Regions from separate parts of the Sus scrofa genome. Here region 2 is linked to region 1. The links are chromatin contacts, called in public HiChIP or PLAC-seq maps. All regions are on one chromosome and are shown on one strand. The core of a region is the stretch at or near the end of the contact, and the rest is flanking DNA. Distances in the headings are between cores, read along the strand shown.

What was found. HiChIP or PLAC-seq counts read pairs in DNA pulled down with a chosen protein or histone mark.
Region 2: a contact with region 1 is called in an H3K27ac HiChIP or PLAC-seq map of alveolar macrophages. The contact joins two enhancer-like sites. A contact is called at or near these places in 1 of 47 Hi-C or Micro-C datasets (epiblast stem cells) and 1 of 2 datasets of contacts at active chromatin or transcription factors (alveolar macrophages).

Annotation. Positions count from the first base shown.
Region 1 is chr14:59,033,732-59,041,619 of Sscrofa11.1, forward strand. All of the region lies in intron 4 of TSNAX (translin associated factor X), which reads right to left. Among named protein-coding and RNA genes, the nearest start is that of TSNAX, 21 kb to the right of the region's middle. Within about 2 kb of position 2,925, at least 8 of the 83 cell types and tissues checked have an H3K27ac peak or open chromatin away from gene starts, as enhancers often do. A contact at or near this core is called in alveolar macrophages, where this site is marked.
Region 2 is chr14:59,373,806-59,381,693 of Sscrofa11.1, forward strand. The region is part of intron 1 of FAM89A (protein FAM89A); the gene reads left to right. Among named protein-coding and RNA genes, the nearest start is that of FAM89A, 10 kb to the left of the region's middle. Within about 2 kb of position 3,921, at least 12 of the 83 cell types and tissues checked have an H3K27ac peak or open chromatin away from gene starts, as enhancers often do. A contact at or near this core is called in alveolar macrophages, where this site is marked.

The DNA of each region.
Region 1 (7,888 bases), core at 1,675-4,174:
TGTGACCTATACCACAGCTCACGGCAACGCTGGATCCTTAACCTGCTGAGTGAGGCCAGGGATCAAACCCGAAACCTCATGGTTTCTAGTCAGATTCATTTCCACTGCACCACTCCCTTCTAAAGAATTTAAGAAAGGGCTATTACAAAAATGCTGATAGGCTTCATGGGAGTTCCCATCGTGGCTCAGTGGTTAATGAGTCCGACTAGGAACCACGAGGTTGTGGGTTTGATCCCTGGCCTTGCTCAGTGGGTTAGGGATCTGGCATTGCTGTGAGCTGTGCCGTAGGCTGCAGATGTGGCTCAGATCCCACGTTGCTGTGGCTCTGGTGTGGGCTGGCTGCTATAGCTCCGATTCAACCCCTAGCCTGGGAACCTCCATATGCCACAGGAGCAGCCCAAGAAATGGCAAAAAGACCAAAAAAAAAAAAAAAAAAAATGCTGATAGTCTTCAACAAAAACTATACAGATTATTTTTTGTTCCCTTAAGCAGCAAAACAGATGATGATTCAAGCAAATGACACATAAAATTCAAGGTCATTTGACTTTTTAATTTTAATTGCTAAAAACACTGTAAATAATGCAGATCAAAGTGTCAAAATTCAAATTCATGTTTTTCTCATACTCGAAATCAATCCTTTCTGGGGGTTCCTGTCATGTCTTGGTGGAAAGAATCCAATTAGCATCCATGAGGATGTGGGTTCAATCCCTGGCTTCATTCAGTGGGTTAAGGATCTGGCGCTGCTGTGAACTGTAGTATAGGCTGCAGATGTGGCTGGAATCTGGCATTGCTGAGGCTGTGGTGTAGGCCAGCAGCTGCAGCTCCAATTTGACCCCTATGCCGAAGGTGTGGCCCTAAAAAAAAAAAAGCAATCCTTTCTGCTTTAGTAGTTTAGTATTTTTTTTTAAAAAAGCTAATGAGTAATACTAAAAATATCAGATATTTATTCTACAGAGTCCATACTGAATTAAATATAAAAAGGTAAAAAATAGTACTATAAATACCCTAAGTGTTTTAAAACAACCAAATTCTATAGCTACAAATTTTAACATTATTTTATCATGTCTTAATCTAGAAGGTAATAGAGGGAAAAAGCATTTCTTAAAATACTGTCATGTTAAGAAACTTAAGTCTTCTTTTTGAAGGTTTTATTGTAAAAGCAGGAAGAAGAGACTAAATTCAGGAAGAAAACCCAGAACTGGGTAGGTCATTGGTAACACCTCTCACCACAGAGGCCTGCATTCACACAACTCCCAGTAGCTGACACTACAAGTCAGGCCTGGTAGCAGCCGTGTTGAGGAGGTCAACCACTGCAGTTGTCAGTACATCAAATGCCATATGAGGGTCAAAGACACACAAGGAAAAGGATGACCTAGTTTTTATAACAATAAGAGGAAACAACTATATGAAAATAGCCTGACATATTAAGCAGCAAGTCATGCTAAAGTAAGGTCAGAAAACAGGTGCCTTCAGCTGACAGAATAAGACATGATAAGGACACTTTAATAATGAACTGTAACTGGAAAATGCTGAGAAATGTAACTGGAAGATGCTGAGAAATGAAATAATAAGTTTAACAAAACACGTAACTTTTTAATATTTACAATAAAAAATATTTCTGTACATTTTTAGTTTTAGGAATAGGTTCATAAAACCCAGTTCCCTTTCCTAAAGACAATCCACAGTTCTCATTTCCTCCCAGAAATACTTTATGCATACAAAGGCAAACAGCAACCAAATATGCTCGTGCCATTAGCTCTTATGAATCAGAGTTAAACAAGATACACTCAGATTTATGTACAAGGATATTCATCACTACAATAGAAAAGTCAAAAAAACTGAAAAGATCAATAATAGATGCGACACTTGTCACCATACTGTTTCTCAGCGCCATTATCACAGACAATGGAGGTGAACCCTTAAGCGTTTCTCCTTTGCGGCTGGCACAATGTTAAGCTTTGTTGGCAGAGGGCGCTCGAAGGGCAGCAAAGAAGCAGAAAGCTCCCTTCCTTGTTGTCAGTTTTCAAGTGCCCCTCTTGGCGGCCTTCTAAGCTGGGACAGCCAGAAGCTCGAAGTGGCCAGTAGCATGTCGCCTTTCTTTGGGGACATCTATCTTCCCTTAGAGATCTGGAAGAAGGCTTCTGGTGAGCCCCACCATGGGCAAGTCCCACGATACGGCCCCTCCCCAGAGAATCCATGAGCACAACACCTCAGCAAACTTCTTTGCCATCTGAAGGGCCATAATTTCAGAGGGTGAGGGGAGGACTCTTCCAAAAGCTCCTTCCTTAGATGCTCTGCATCAGCCCTGGGCCAGTGGGTACCCCCTCTGATGTTCCTGTACTCTTCAGGGCATGTGGTGCCTCTTATAAAGTAATCCCCTACACAATTAACTCTTCATATTAAACTCTCCCTCTTCACACTACCATTCAGTTTCTGTCTGCTGTTTGGACTTTGATGAATACAACAGGGATGTGGGAAAATAAACAATGGTACCATATTGCCTTTACCCCTATGACCATATACGAGGCGGTCCATCTTTTGGCTGGCCAGCACAGCCAGCCTCGGGATCCAGATGCCACCCAACCTTAATGGATTCTCCCTGCCTCAGATGAGGCTTCCCCCGATACTGTCAACACTTTAACTCATTCATATCTCTTCCATGCATCGCCCTATCCTTCCTCCCAACTTTGGTTCTGTCTCTCTCCTCCCCTCCAGAGTGAATTCCTGAAGTAGCTCAACAACCACATCTCACACTTCACTGTAGCCTGAGCACATCTCTATACTAACACAGCTCTCACGAAAATTATCATACTGAGTAAGCCTAATGGATATTTTTTCAGTCTTAATCTTAGCAGCATTCAGCATTTTCACCACTCTTCTCCTTTAAACAAGCTTCCCTTTGGCTCCTCTGACAGCATCATCTTCCAGTTCCCCCTTTCTTCTACCTCCCTGGTCACGTCTTCCTGTTCTACAGCTCTGGGTCAGAGTCACATATATCCAAGTGGATATAAGACAATCCCGTCAGAGGGACCTCAAAATCAGCAGGTCCAACGATGAAATCAGTCTTCCTTCCAAACCTGGTCCTGTTTGTTTTGCCAATTCTAAGAGCTTCCAGGCCTTCCCTCATCCATTTTTTTTCTCTTATTATCCATTCTCACACCACAGACTGTTTTCACACCACTGCTCTGTTAGAATACAGAGCAAAATCATTAACATGGTTTATAAGAAGCTGCTTAGGAGTTCCTATTGTGGCTCAGTGGATTAGGAACCCAACTAGTATCCATGAGGATATAAGTTCATTATCTGGTCTCACTCAGTGGGTTAAGGATCTGGCACTGCCTCAAGCTGCAGTATAGGTTGCAGACGAAGCTCGGATCCCGTGTTGCCGGGGCTGCAGTGTAGGCCTGCAGCTGCAGCTCTGATTCAACCCCTAGCCTGGGAACTTCCACATGCCACAGGTGTGGCCCTAGAAAAGGGGAGGCGGGGGGAGAAGCTGCTTAATTCCACCCCACTTACATCATCAGCCTCAACTCATGCTATTGTCAAGTTATAATTCACAAAGATACACATTTCAAAGATGAGTACATAAACCCCTATTTGTGTGTCAGAATTGCTCTTAAAATCTTTTAAATAAAAAAAATGCAAGGCTTGCATGTACTCTAAACGAAATTTCCCCAGGGTTAATATAAACCACTACTTTTTCAATATTTCTAGGCATAGTCCTGCCCTCAAATTCTTATAGTTGGCTTACACTTCAGGGCCATACTGAGCAAAAATAGTGCTTTAAATGCTGGAATCCAACACAAGTAGCAAGGCCTTCCCTCTTGTGGTACATGTGGTAACTGATGGGTAGGAGAGAGTGTAGGAAGCAAGATTCCATCAGCTGAAGGTGGTGCACACAAACCTTCCTGGGGCTTCAATGTTATCTCAGTTTAATGGGATTAGCCAGGTAAGCCTGAAGATGAAGGATAATCATATCTATATACCTATAATCTCAAGCTGATTTGATAGTCAAGGTACAGACTCCAGTGTGTACTTCAAGGTAGAAGAAATCAGACAGAAGAAAGGTTATTACTTATATTGACCCAGTCTATTCTCTATTTTCTATGGCAATACTCTATGATGGGCCACTTGGCTAGCTACGGTACCCAGCTGCTTGGTCAAACACCTGTCTAAATGTGACTGTGAAGGCATTTTTTAGATGTGATTAATATTACTTAAATGACAGACTCTGAGTAAAGCAGATTACCCTCTATAATGGGGTGGGGTGTGGTAGGGCGGGGGTGGGGGAGGTCATCCAACTGGCTTTAAGACTTAAGAAGAGAGAATGAGGATTCCCCAAAGAAGCAATTCTACTCCAAAACTACAACAAAGAAACCCTAAGTTTTAACCTACAGATTTCAGACTCAAGATTGCAACATCAACTCTAACTGAAATTCCAGCCTGCCAGACTGCTTTACAAATTTCATACTTCCTAGCCCCCAAATCATGGAGGCCAACTCCTCCAAATAAATTACTACCTCCCTATCCCCTCCCTGCCTCTCTCTGTAACTCTTATTGCTTCTGTTCCACCGGAGGATCCTGCCATGTCTGGTGAGGCAGGATGTTTCAGCTGAATTCACATAAGTGGGCATAAAATGTAAAACTTCTATCACCTCTCCTTCCCTTCCCGTGCCCTACCTGTTTCAGTTCCTCACCCACACTGTGCCCTCTGACTTCTAGGGGTTTTGTGTGCTGCTCCCTCCAGCCTTCATTCGTACCACGCTCTCCTCGCTCTTTCACCTGATTAATTACTACCAATCCTGCAGAGTTCCAGCAAACAGCACCTTCTGAAAGAACTGTCTCACGCCACCCCATTCTAAGTCAAGCCCTTACTGTATGTTTACCTAGGACCATGTGACTTTCCTTTGTGGCACTAATCAGTTGTATTTATTTTTGCTTTTTTTAGGGCTGAACCCGTGGCATATGGAAGTTCTCAGGCTAGGGGTCGAATTGGAGCTACAGCCACCAGCCTATACCATAGCCACAGCAATGACAAATCCAAGTTGCATCTACGACCCACACCACAGCTCATGGCAACACTGGATCTCCAACCCACTGAGCAAGGCCAGGGATGGAACCCACATCCTCATTCTAGTTGGATTCGTTTCTGCTGCGCCACAATGGGAACTCCCTTTTTTTTTTTTTTTTTTTTTGTGGCACATGGAAGTTTCTGGGCTAGAGATTGAACCCACACCTCCAAAGCAACCTGAGCAGCTGCAGAGACAACACCATATCCTTAATCTACCGCACAAGAAATCTTTTAAAAAAGAAAAAAGCAGCAAAACTAAACTATTCCTGATTCTCTCTTTTTTTTCTTATTAGGGCTAAACCCTCGGCACATGGAGGTTCCCAGGCCAGGGGTCTAATTGGAGCTGTAGCCGCCAGCCTAAGCCAGAGTCATAGCAACTCCAGATCCGAGCCATGTCTGCGACCTACACCACAGCTCACAGCAACGCCGGCTCCTTAACCCACTGAGGCCAGGGATCGAACCCGCAACTTCATGGTTCCTAGTCAGATTCATTTCCACTGCGCCACGATGGGAACTCCTATTCCTGATTCTGAATGAACTTTACTTAACAAAGATACTAACAATAAGAGGACATACTGGTAAAATGTCATTTCTTTGTGAATGAAAAAAACATCTGGATGAATTCATTAGCTATAGAGTTGTTTTATCCACCCGAACCAATTCAGAGCATGGAAAATTATTTTAATGAAAATATTTTAAAAGACAATTTGTAGTTAATAAAATCAATTAAATGCAACCAACATTCAGGACTATGTCTCAATTATAAAATCACAGTACCAGACATCCTGATCTCTGTGATACTTGTCAAATTTAGACTGGTATGAACTATCCTTCCTATTGAAAATGTCAAAAAAAAAATCTTTCCTGGAGTTCCTGTCATGGCTCAGTGGTTAATGAATCCAACTAGGAACCATGAGGTTGCGGGTTCGATCCCTGGCCTTGCTAAGTGGGTTAAGGATCCGGCGTTGCCGTGAGCCATGATGTAGGTTGCAGACGCAGCTCGGATCCCGAGTTGCTGTGGCTCTGGCATAGGCTGGCAGCTACAGCTCTAATTAGACTCCTAGCCTGAGAACTCCATGTACCTCGGGTGTGGCCCCAGAAAAGGCAAAAAGACAAAATAAATAAATAAAATAAAATGGTTGCAGTCTTATGGACAAATGCATAAGAAAAAATATCAAATTCACCAAATAGGGTAAACAACATAAAATTGACCATTATAACCACTTTTAAGGGTACAGGTATGTCACATTAAGGTCATTGACATTGTTGTGTAATCAAAACCACCATCTCTCTCCAGAAAGCTTTTCATCTTACAAAACTCATTCTCTATACCCATTAAATAACTTCTCCTTCTCTCTCCCTTAGCCTCTACCAAAGAGCATTCTATTTTGTCTCTATGAATTTAACTCCTCTGGCTACCTCATATAAATGGAACCATACAGTATTTGCCCCTTTATGACTGGTTTATTTCACTTAGCATCACGTCCTCAAGATGTACTCGTGTTGTAGCCTGTGTCAGAATGCCCTTAATAGGTGAATAATACTGCACTGTATGATGGACCACATTTTGTTTACCTACTCGTTCATCAGTGGACACCTGGATTTTTTCCACCTTTAGTGTATTGTGAATAATACTGCTATGAACATGTATACAAATATCTGCTCGAATCCCTGCTTTCAATTCCTTTGGGTATATACTGAGAAGTCTGCAGAAAGACTTTAAATAATGTATACATCAAATATTAGTGGTACCTTACCAAGTCTAGAGTGTCAATTATATCTAAAATAATGCATCCGGTAGTTTACACCCAGCTTTTTAAAGCTCATTATAACCTTACATGGCTGTATCGTTATCCTTCCTTTATGGATGAACAAATTGAGGTTCTAAGAAATTAAGAAATTCACTCAGGTCATATAATGAGTGAAAAGCATTTCTATAAATTAGAAGCTCACCCCCTTCCCACATTACCTGCTTCTTTACATTCTACTTCCATATAAAACATATTCTCTTTTTCTCACTTTTTCTCCCCACTAAATCCCCGGTTCAGCTTTTCTCCGTGCTTTAATCTTATTCCCTAATCTCTCATACTATATACTTTCATGATGCTGTGCTGGTTGGTGTCTATGCTGCCCTCTTAAATCTCTTCCTACCTGTAAAAAGCAAGTTTAAATGTTTGACACATTCCAGTCAAGGCAGCACTCATTTCTAGAAACCCACTACATAAAATGTATACTTCAATTAAATGTCTCAGTTGGCTCTGCATTATAACAGCTGTATAACCACCTTTTCCACCCTAGAACTCTGAGGGCAAGAATCATCCCTTTGTTACAACTCCTTTGTTACAACTCCTGCTCCTTCCCCCATTCCCAAAGACAGCATTTCATGTGTAGAAGAGACTCATATGTTTAGTTAACTGCTAAGCATATAATAAATCTCTCCTTGTTCCTCCTCATAAGCTGTATTTTATTTTAGCTCTAGGTGCTTTAACAACATTAATATTCTGTATTCAAAGGTTCAGAACTATCTAACTGTACTTTATAGTACTTTGGACTTAAATTAAGTCCATTAAGACATATTCTGGGTGTTCCCGTCATGGCTGAGCGGAAACAAACCTAACATCCATGAGGACAAAGGTTCGATCCCCAGCCTTGCTCAGTGGATTAAGGATGTGGAGTTGCTGTGAGCTGTGGTGCAGGTCGCAGACTTGGCTCAGATCCTGCGTTGCTGTGGCTGTCATGTAGGCCGGCAGCTACAGTTCCAATTCAACCCCTAGTTTGGGAACATCCATATGCCACAGATGCAGCCCTAAAAAGAAA
Region 2 (7,888 bases), core at 2,671-5,170, 340 kb after region 1:
CTGTAGATTTCCTGAGCAGCGGTACTTTGGGTGAAGAATTTATCTGAGAAAAAGGGTTTGATTTCTGAGGGCAACAAAATGCCTTTCCCACATTTCAGTTGAGACAACTAAGTGCCTAATGAGCTTGTCCAGTGACCTGTGTCCTAGGTGACAGGCATTAACCTGAAGAGCCCAGATCCTAGCAACGTTCAGTCCTCATCCTACACATGAAGCCAGTGTCTTAGGGAGGAGATGGGTTTGTGGTTGGAGCTCCAATCTTGAGTCAGACCTATGAAATGCCATCTGGAATAAGAGCATTGGCTCCCAGTGTAGCGTTCTGGTTGACCTTCATCAGAGAAGATGGGATGGTCAGTGGCCTTTAATGCTGTCATTTTGTTTTCACTGTCTTCTCACCAGCATGGTTTATTGTGGTGTTCCCCAGAATCTCCTGTGCCACTTGCTCAAATGCATATTCCTAGGGAGTTCCCTGGTGGCTCAGTGGGTTAAGGATCTGGGGTTATCACTGCTTTGGCTCTGGTTCCATCCCCCGCCGGGGAACTTCCGGGAATTTACGCATATGGCAGGTGTGGCCAAAATGCACATTCCTAGGCCCTTTCTTGCACCTACAGAATCTGGGAGAAGGTAGACTCTGTTTGGTTTTTGTTTTTTGGTGTTTTTTTTAGAGCTGCACCCACAGCGTATGGAGGTTCCCAGGCTAAGGGTCGAATTGGAGCTACAGCTTTCCAGCCTACACCACAGCCACAGCAATGTGGGATCCAAGCCATGTCTGCAACCTACACCATAGCTCATGGCAATGCCAGATCCTTAACCCACTGAGTGAGGCCAGGAATCGAACCTGCAACCTCATGGTTCTTGGTCAGAATCGTTTTCGCTGTGCCACGACGGGAACTCCAGACTCTGTTTTTGTTTTTGTTTTGGGGGGTTTTGTTGGTTTGTTTTTGTCTTTTCTAGGGCCGCACCTGCAGCATATGGAGGCTCCCAGGCCAGGGGTCCAATCAGAGCTGCAGCCACTGGCCTGCGCCAGAGCCACAGCAACGTAGGCTCATCTGCGACTTACACCACAGATCACGGCAATGCTGGATTCTTAACCCACTGAGCGAGGCCAGGGATCAAATCCGAAACTTCATGGTTCCTAGTTGGAATTGTTTCTGCTGTGCCATGATGGGACAGGTCTGCATTTTTAACAACTTCTTTGGGAAGCTCATGAACCAGGCATCAAGAGCATGAATTGTATTATTAAATTATGTAATATAATTTAGGAAGCCACTTAACTATGTTAGACTATAGGTCCCCTGTTGGGAAAATGAGAATCAAATGCTGTAAAGGATCTTTTTGGCTATAGCAGTATAATTCTTTTTCCCTCATGTTTTTATGGGTCTTGACTATGCCCTTAGAAGAAGTTTGCTCTGTCATAAATGTGGGTACAGGTGCAGAGCCTATGTGACCCCAAGGGAGCCTTGCACAGCTATATCTGCTGGCTGTAAATCCACTTAATGCAAAACAGCGGCAGCAGAAAAGGAAGACAGGCGTAGGTTGCTATTCTTAGACTCCGTTGATCAAAAATATGGCTGTCTACACTAGTTCTTAAAGCTTTTAGGTCCTAATTACCCTGTACGATACTTGTCTCCATCCCAGAATCCATCCAATAAAAGCAAAAACAAAGGCTGTACAATAGTGTGTGCACGTGAAAGCACACCTGTGTCTGTGGCATCACTGGTCTGGTTTCATTCATTTCAGAGGTTGTCTCAGAGATTATACGTAATAGTTGTACGATTTGAGGATGTAAAAGATTGAAAGATATTTTTTCACACCACTGTAAACTTTTTTCTATTCCTGTGCCTTCCTGTAGCAATCAGAAATTCCTCACTCAAGTGTCTCGAACAGCACAGCGCTTCTGCTTTTCCTCCACCTTTTCGTTACAGGCATTTGTCTGTTAAGAGTGACTGTAGGAGTTCCCGTTGTGGCTCGGCGAAAATGAACCCACTGGTATCCATGAGGACATAGGTTCAATCCCTGGCCTTACTCAGTGGGTTAAGGAGGTTAAGGATCCGGCATTGCCATGAGCTGTGGTGTGGGTCCCAGACGCGGCTCAGATCCTACATTGCTGTGGCTGTGGCGTAGGCCAGCAGCTACAGTTCTGATTGGACCCCTAGCCTGGGAACCTCCATATGCTAACCTCCTAAAAAGACAAAAAACCAAAAAAACCAAACCAAAACAAAAAGAAAACAACCCAGTATGTATATACATTTGTGTATGTGGTAAGGTAGCTGAAAAACAAATTGGATACACATAGTGTCTTGAGGGGCACATGCTAAAACAGCTAGAAGTGGATATCTTTAGAAGAGTGGTTCTTAAAGTATGGTCTGAGGACATCTAGGGGTCCCCAGATCCTTTGAGGGTCCATAATTATGTGGCGGTCATATGGACAAATGTGATTTTTCAAATAGTACCTAAGGAAATCTGGTGGGTTTCAGAGCCATTCAGAGTGCAAGCCTGATGGGTTTTGATATAACCAGTGTGAAAGCTCCTTGGCATGGTTTTCAAATTCCACACTGCAGCCAGCTTAAGGTTAGTGTCAGAGAAGAATCACCACAATTACTGGTAAAATACTCCTCTTTTTCCCAATTGCGTTATCTGTGTAAGGCCAGGTTGACTTCAACCAAAAAAGCAGATTACAAAGGGTCAAGTGTAGGAGCAGATAAGCCAGACACAGAAAAGATTTACAAAATGTCCTTGATAAAAATGTTATTTATGTTAACATGTTATTTATGCTAACAGGTAGTATTTGTGAATAGATTCATATATTAGAGTGTCTCAGTTTAATTTCTAACAAGGTGACTGACTATTGATAGGTATAACCACATAAACAAGAGCTCTCTGGGACCCTCTGTAATTTTAGGAGTATAAAAGGGTCCTGCAACCAAGACATTTGAAGATTGCTGCTTGCTTTATTTATTTTTGTCTTTTTGTCTTTTCTAGGGCCGCTCCCGTGGCATATGGAGGTTCCCAGGCTAGGGGTCTAATCAGAGCTACTGGCCTATGCTAGAGCCACAGCAACTTGGGATCCAAGCTGCATCTGCAGCCTACACCACAGCTCACAGCAATGCTGGATCCTTAACCCACTGAGCAAGGCCTGGGATCAAACCTGCAACCTCATGGTTCCTCGTTGGAATCGTTAACCACTGAGACATGATGGGAACTCCTTTGGGGTTTTTTGTTTGTTTGTTTGTTTTAGATTGCTGCTTTAGAACATGAAATTAGGGAAGGCTGTTTTGTATAATTGTGAGACATTGAATTTATTTTTTACTTTTTATTATTTTGTTTTCTTTTTAGGGCCCCACTTTTGGCACATGGAGGTTCCCAGGCTAGGGGTCCAATCAGAGCTACAGCTGCCAGCCACAGGCATAGCCACAGCAATGCAGAATCTGAGCCGCGTCTGCAACCTACACCATGGCTCATGGCAACGCCTGATCTTTAACCCACTGAGCCAGGCCAGGGATTGAACCCACAACCTCACGGCTCCTAGTGGGGTTCATTTCCGCTGAGCCATGATGGGAATTCCACCATTGAATTCTTAATACAGTTAGACTGTTTCATTTTGGTAGTCAGGGAAAAAAGTAAAGGAATGTGTAAAGGCATTTCTTAGAAGGGTCAATCACTTTTCTTCATCTCTGCCTAGGACAGAATGGGAGGAAATGGGCTTACTTGGTAGCACCATTAGTTTAGATAAACAAGATTGTCCTCATGGGAACTGCTGAGTTGCAGAATAGGGTCCATCCATCACTATGGATACTGTCAGTTGAAAGCAGAACAGTCAACTAACAGCCTTTCCTAGCTGGGGGATTTGTGGGAGCATGTAGGAGTGGGCGGGGCTGAGAGTCTGGCTTAATCCTGGGCGCAGTCATGCACCCTGGTCTGTTTCCTGTCTGAATCACTGTCAGCTTGGTGGGGCTACACGTTAGCAGCAGATGAGGCTGACCAGGAGATGAGTAGCACCACTGCGATTCCAACCAGTGGAGGAGCCGTGTGATGGGTGGGAAGCTGGGTTCGTGAGCCTGGGTCCCACCCAGCTCACTGGGAGCCCAGGGTCCTGCAGGGGCACGTGTCCAGCTCCAGCAGCTGAGTTAACCACCCTTTCTCCGCTAGATCCACACTGATGAAGCCTTTCTCTCTGATTCTCTTTTTTGAAATGGTATGCAGGTCTGCATCCTCCTGTCAGCACATCCTTTATTCAGAAATCAGGTTAGAATCCCTTAGGTCACAGCTTGCTTTATTACATTCTGTTCCTGCGGATGCATGCTAGACACCCTGATTCAATTGAAGGCATTTACCAAGACTTGTCTATGGTACATTCACAAGCCATTCGTCCTATATGCTTATTCATTCATTACATTTTAAAAAGGTGGCTCAGCAGATAAAGGACCCAGCACTGTCACTGCAGTGGCTCGGGTCACTGCTATGGCACAGGTCCGATCCCTGGCCTGAGAACCTGCATATGCCATGGGCATGGCCAAAACCAACCAACCAACTAGAAACAAACCTAAAAAATAAAAAGATAACTTGAAAAGCTCTCGCCTCATGAGTTAATATGTAGTCATAATAGAAAATCTGGAAAATTCAGGAAAGCCCCAAATAAAAGTCACCTATGATCTCAACAGCTTGCTACACTGCAGCTGGCATCGTGGCATCTTCCAGTGTTGTCTGCACTGGCTGATGTGCAGGCTGATGGTCAAGGCGCTGGAGCCCTCTGACCGATTTCGACTTCCTCTCTGCTCTGAGTCAAAGGCCTTCCTCCTCAGTGCCTCAGTTTTCTCATCATAACAGAAACAACACCTACAGCCTCAGAAAAGGATGAGGATGACCTGTCTGTGTACAGCTGAGATTGTCTTCTTCACAGTCAGTCTCTGGAAATGAACTGGTTAGCTAGTTAAAAGTCAGGCAGAGTTTTAAGAGTAACATGATTGCTGGGGAAAAAAAATTAAGTAGTATGACAGGATGTAAATATCCCTTTCAACTTTGCAGAAGTAAATTCTGCTAGCAGACGTTTCCTTTTTCAGTCAAGAGCTTGCAGAGTTCCTACTGTGGCACATGTGGCTGCAGAGGTTTGGGTCTCTGCAGAGGTATGGGTTCCATCCCCGCCTGGTGCAGCAGGTTTAAGGATCCAGCGTTGCTGTAGCTGTGGCTCAGATTCAATCCCTAGGAACTTCCGTATGCCGTGGGTGTGGCCATTAAAAAAAAAAAAAAAAAAAAAAAACCTTGCACGTCAATGTGCACATATGTGCAGAGTGAAATCGCCCTAAACACACTATTCTGTACCTTGAACTTTTATGCCTAACATTGTGCATTGCTCAGTGTCCTACTCTAGTACTTAGAGACCTCTTCCTTCTTTTAAATGACTGGCTGGTTTTTATTGTATGACCTATAATATAAATTTTTTTTTTTTTTTTTTTTTTTTTTGCACCTCACCTTTGGCATGTGGAAGGTTCCAGGCAAGGGACTGAACCCATGCCAAAGCAGTAACCCGAGTGACAGCTGGATCCTTTAACCACTAGGCCACCAAGGGACTCCTATAACAATTTTTTAAGTCAAGTTTCTGTCATCCATTATGTTTTGATCTAAACTTTCATATGACAGATTTTTTTTTTTTCTTTTGTTGCTGTTGTTGCTATTTCTTGGGCCGTTCCCGGCATATGAGTTCCAGCTAGGGTTGAATCGAGCTGTAGCCACCAGCCTACCCAGAGCCACAGCAACGCGGATCCGAGCCGTGTCTGCACCTACACCACAGCTCACGCAACGCCGATCGTTAACCACTGAGCAAGGCAGGACTGAACCCGCAACCTCATGGTTCCTAGTCGGATTCGTTAACCACTGCGCCATGACGGGAACTCCCATATGACAGATTTTTTTTTTCCTGCATCTCGTTCCTATATTTGGGGTTGACTGTAATATGTATATTTCCTGATTCAATAGCTTAACATCGGATCCATATATTCCCCCCCACCTCATGTGAGATGGGGTATTTTTCTTTCTTTCCCCCTCCCTCCCTTCCTTCCCCCCTCCCTCCTTTCCTTCCTTTCTTCTTTCTTTTTTTCTTTTTCGACCATGCCCAGTATATGAGGAAGTTCCCTGGGCCAGAAATTGAACCTGAGCCACAGGAGTGACCTAATCAGATCCTTAACCTGCTGCACCACCAGCAAACTCAGAGGTGGGTGTTTTTCATCTTAGGTGGGAGGAGTTGCAGTGATGGGAGATAGTATACTGGTGAGGGAGGGAGGGGTTCATTCAGAGTGACCTGCAGTATGACTACTGGGACTAAGACGACCCTTGCCAGCCCTAGACCTGCTCCCTCCCAGCTCCACCCACAGACCCTGCCCAGGCTCCTGTATGGAGCTGGGTACAAATAAGACCATTTGTCTGTATGTTTGTTTTGTTTTCTACTCATTGCTGTATTTTGGCAAGAAGTTGCTTCTGTGTCTCTTAATCTCACATGAATTGCTCCAACTTTTGTTTTTCGTTTCTTAAATGAAACAGGCTATTTTTCTTAAATGTGATTTTTTTTTTTTTTTTTTTACTGCTAAATCCAGCAATTTTTCTTGATGCTTTGTATTCAGTAAATTACAGCAAAATTTCCCAGTAAAGTGTTCTTTTGTCTTCTGAGCCTTGTATCCTGATGGTAATGTTTCTATTGTAATCTAGAAGTCAGAAGAATTTCCTCCCCAGCAGCACCCCTCTGAGGTAGTCAGAAACTCGGTGACCTGAAGCCCAGCTGGGAACCACCTGAAGCCCAGCTGGGAACCACCGCCCTGTCTGGGGTGTATTCCTGAGGCTAACCTATTGTGAATTTTTTTTGAAACACTTTGGAGGGTGGTTTAGGTTTGCCGGGCTCCATTGTTGGAGATGCAGGGGCTTGGTGAGCCACCTGTGTGTGGAGCAGGTGGAGCAGGGAGCTCTGTTTGTGGGGAAAGTTCAGGAAGGAAGCAGGAAGCCTGAGCAGAGAGAGGAAGGAATCATGCTAGCAGTTTAAAGTGGTGGAAACAAGTGAATTGTTCTCAGTCGTCTTGGAGGTCTAGAATAAGGGGTGACAAATCACAGGGCCTTAGAATTCTGCACTTTATTTTTGTTAAGGGCGGCACCTGTGGCGTATGGAGGTTCCCAGGCTAGGGGTGCAATCAGAGCTGTAGCTGCCGGCCTGTGCCACATACACAACAACACAGGATCTGAGCGCATCTGTGACCCACACCACAGTTCATGGATCCTTAACCCACTGAGCAAGGCCAGGGATCGAACCCACATCCTCATGGATAGTGGTCAAGTTCTTAACCCGCCAAGCCACAACAGAAACTCCTATATTTTTCTTAAATGAGCCTTTCTGTATTTTTCAACTGTGCTTTCAAAAAAAGAGCTGTCTTTTCTGAATGCAGCTGTGAATCAGGAGATCTGTCTTCTAGGGACATGTGGGGACATATCCCTAAAGTGCAGGCTTCTCCTGCTTGTAGAATGGGGACAGTGGTGAGGGTCATGGTGTGTCCCCCCAGTTTTTTCTCTGGAAGGATGAGACGTTTTTGTTTATAGGTGATCCAGTCAAGTCCTAAAATCCCTGCAGTTTCATTCTCTTGGCTCGTCCTTCTCTCCCCTTCCCAGGCCCCCAGACCCTCAAACCTCCCTTGTTGAGAGCCTGCCTCCTGGGCAGGCGGCCGACTCTGTAATGAGCACTCCTGCCAGGCAAGAGGTGATGACCTGTCGGGAACCACGTGGTCGGCAGCTTTTCTCAGGGGCACCTCTGAGTGCTCTGGGCCCACGGGCTGCCTGTGGGGTGGAGCCTGGGGCCTGCAGGTCCCAGCACCCCCTCCCAGGGCCAGGCCACTTCCGCAGCAGGGGACCTCTGAAG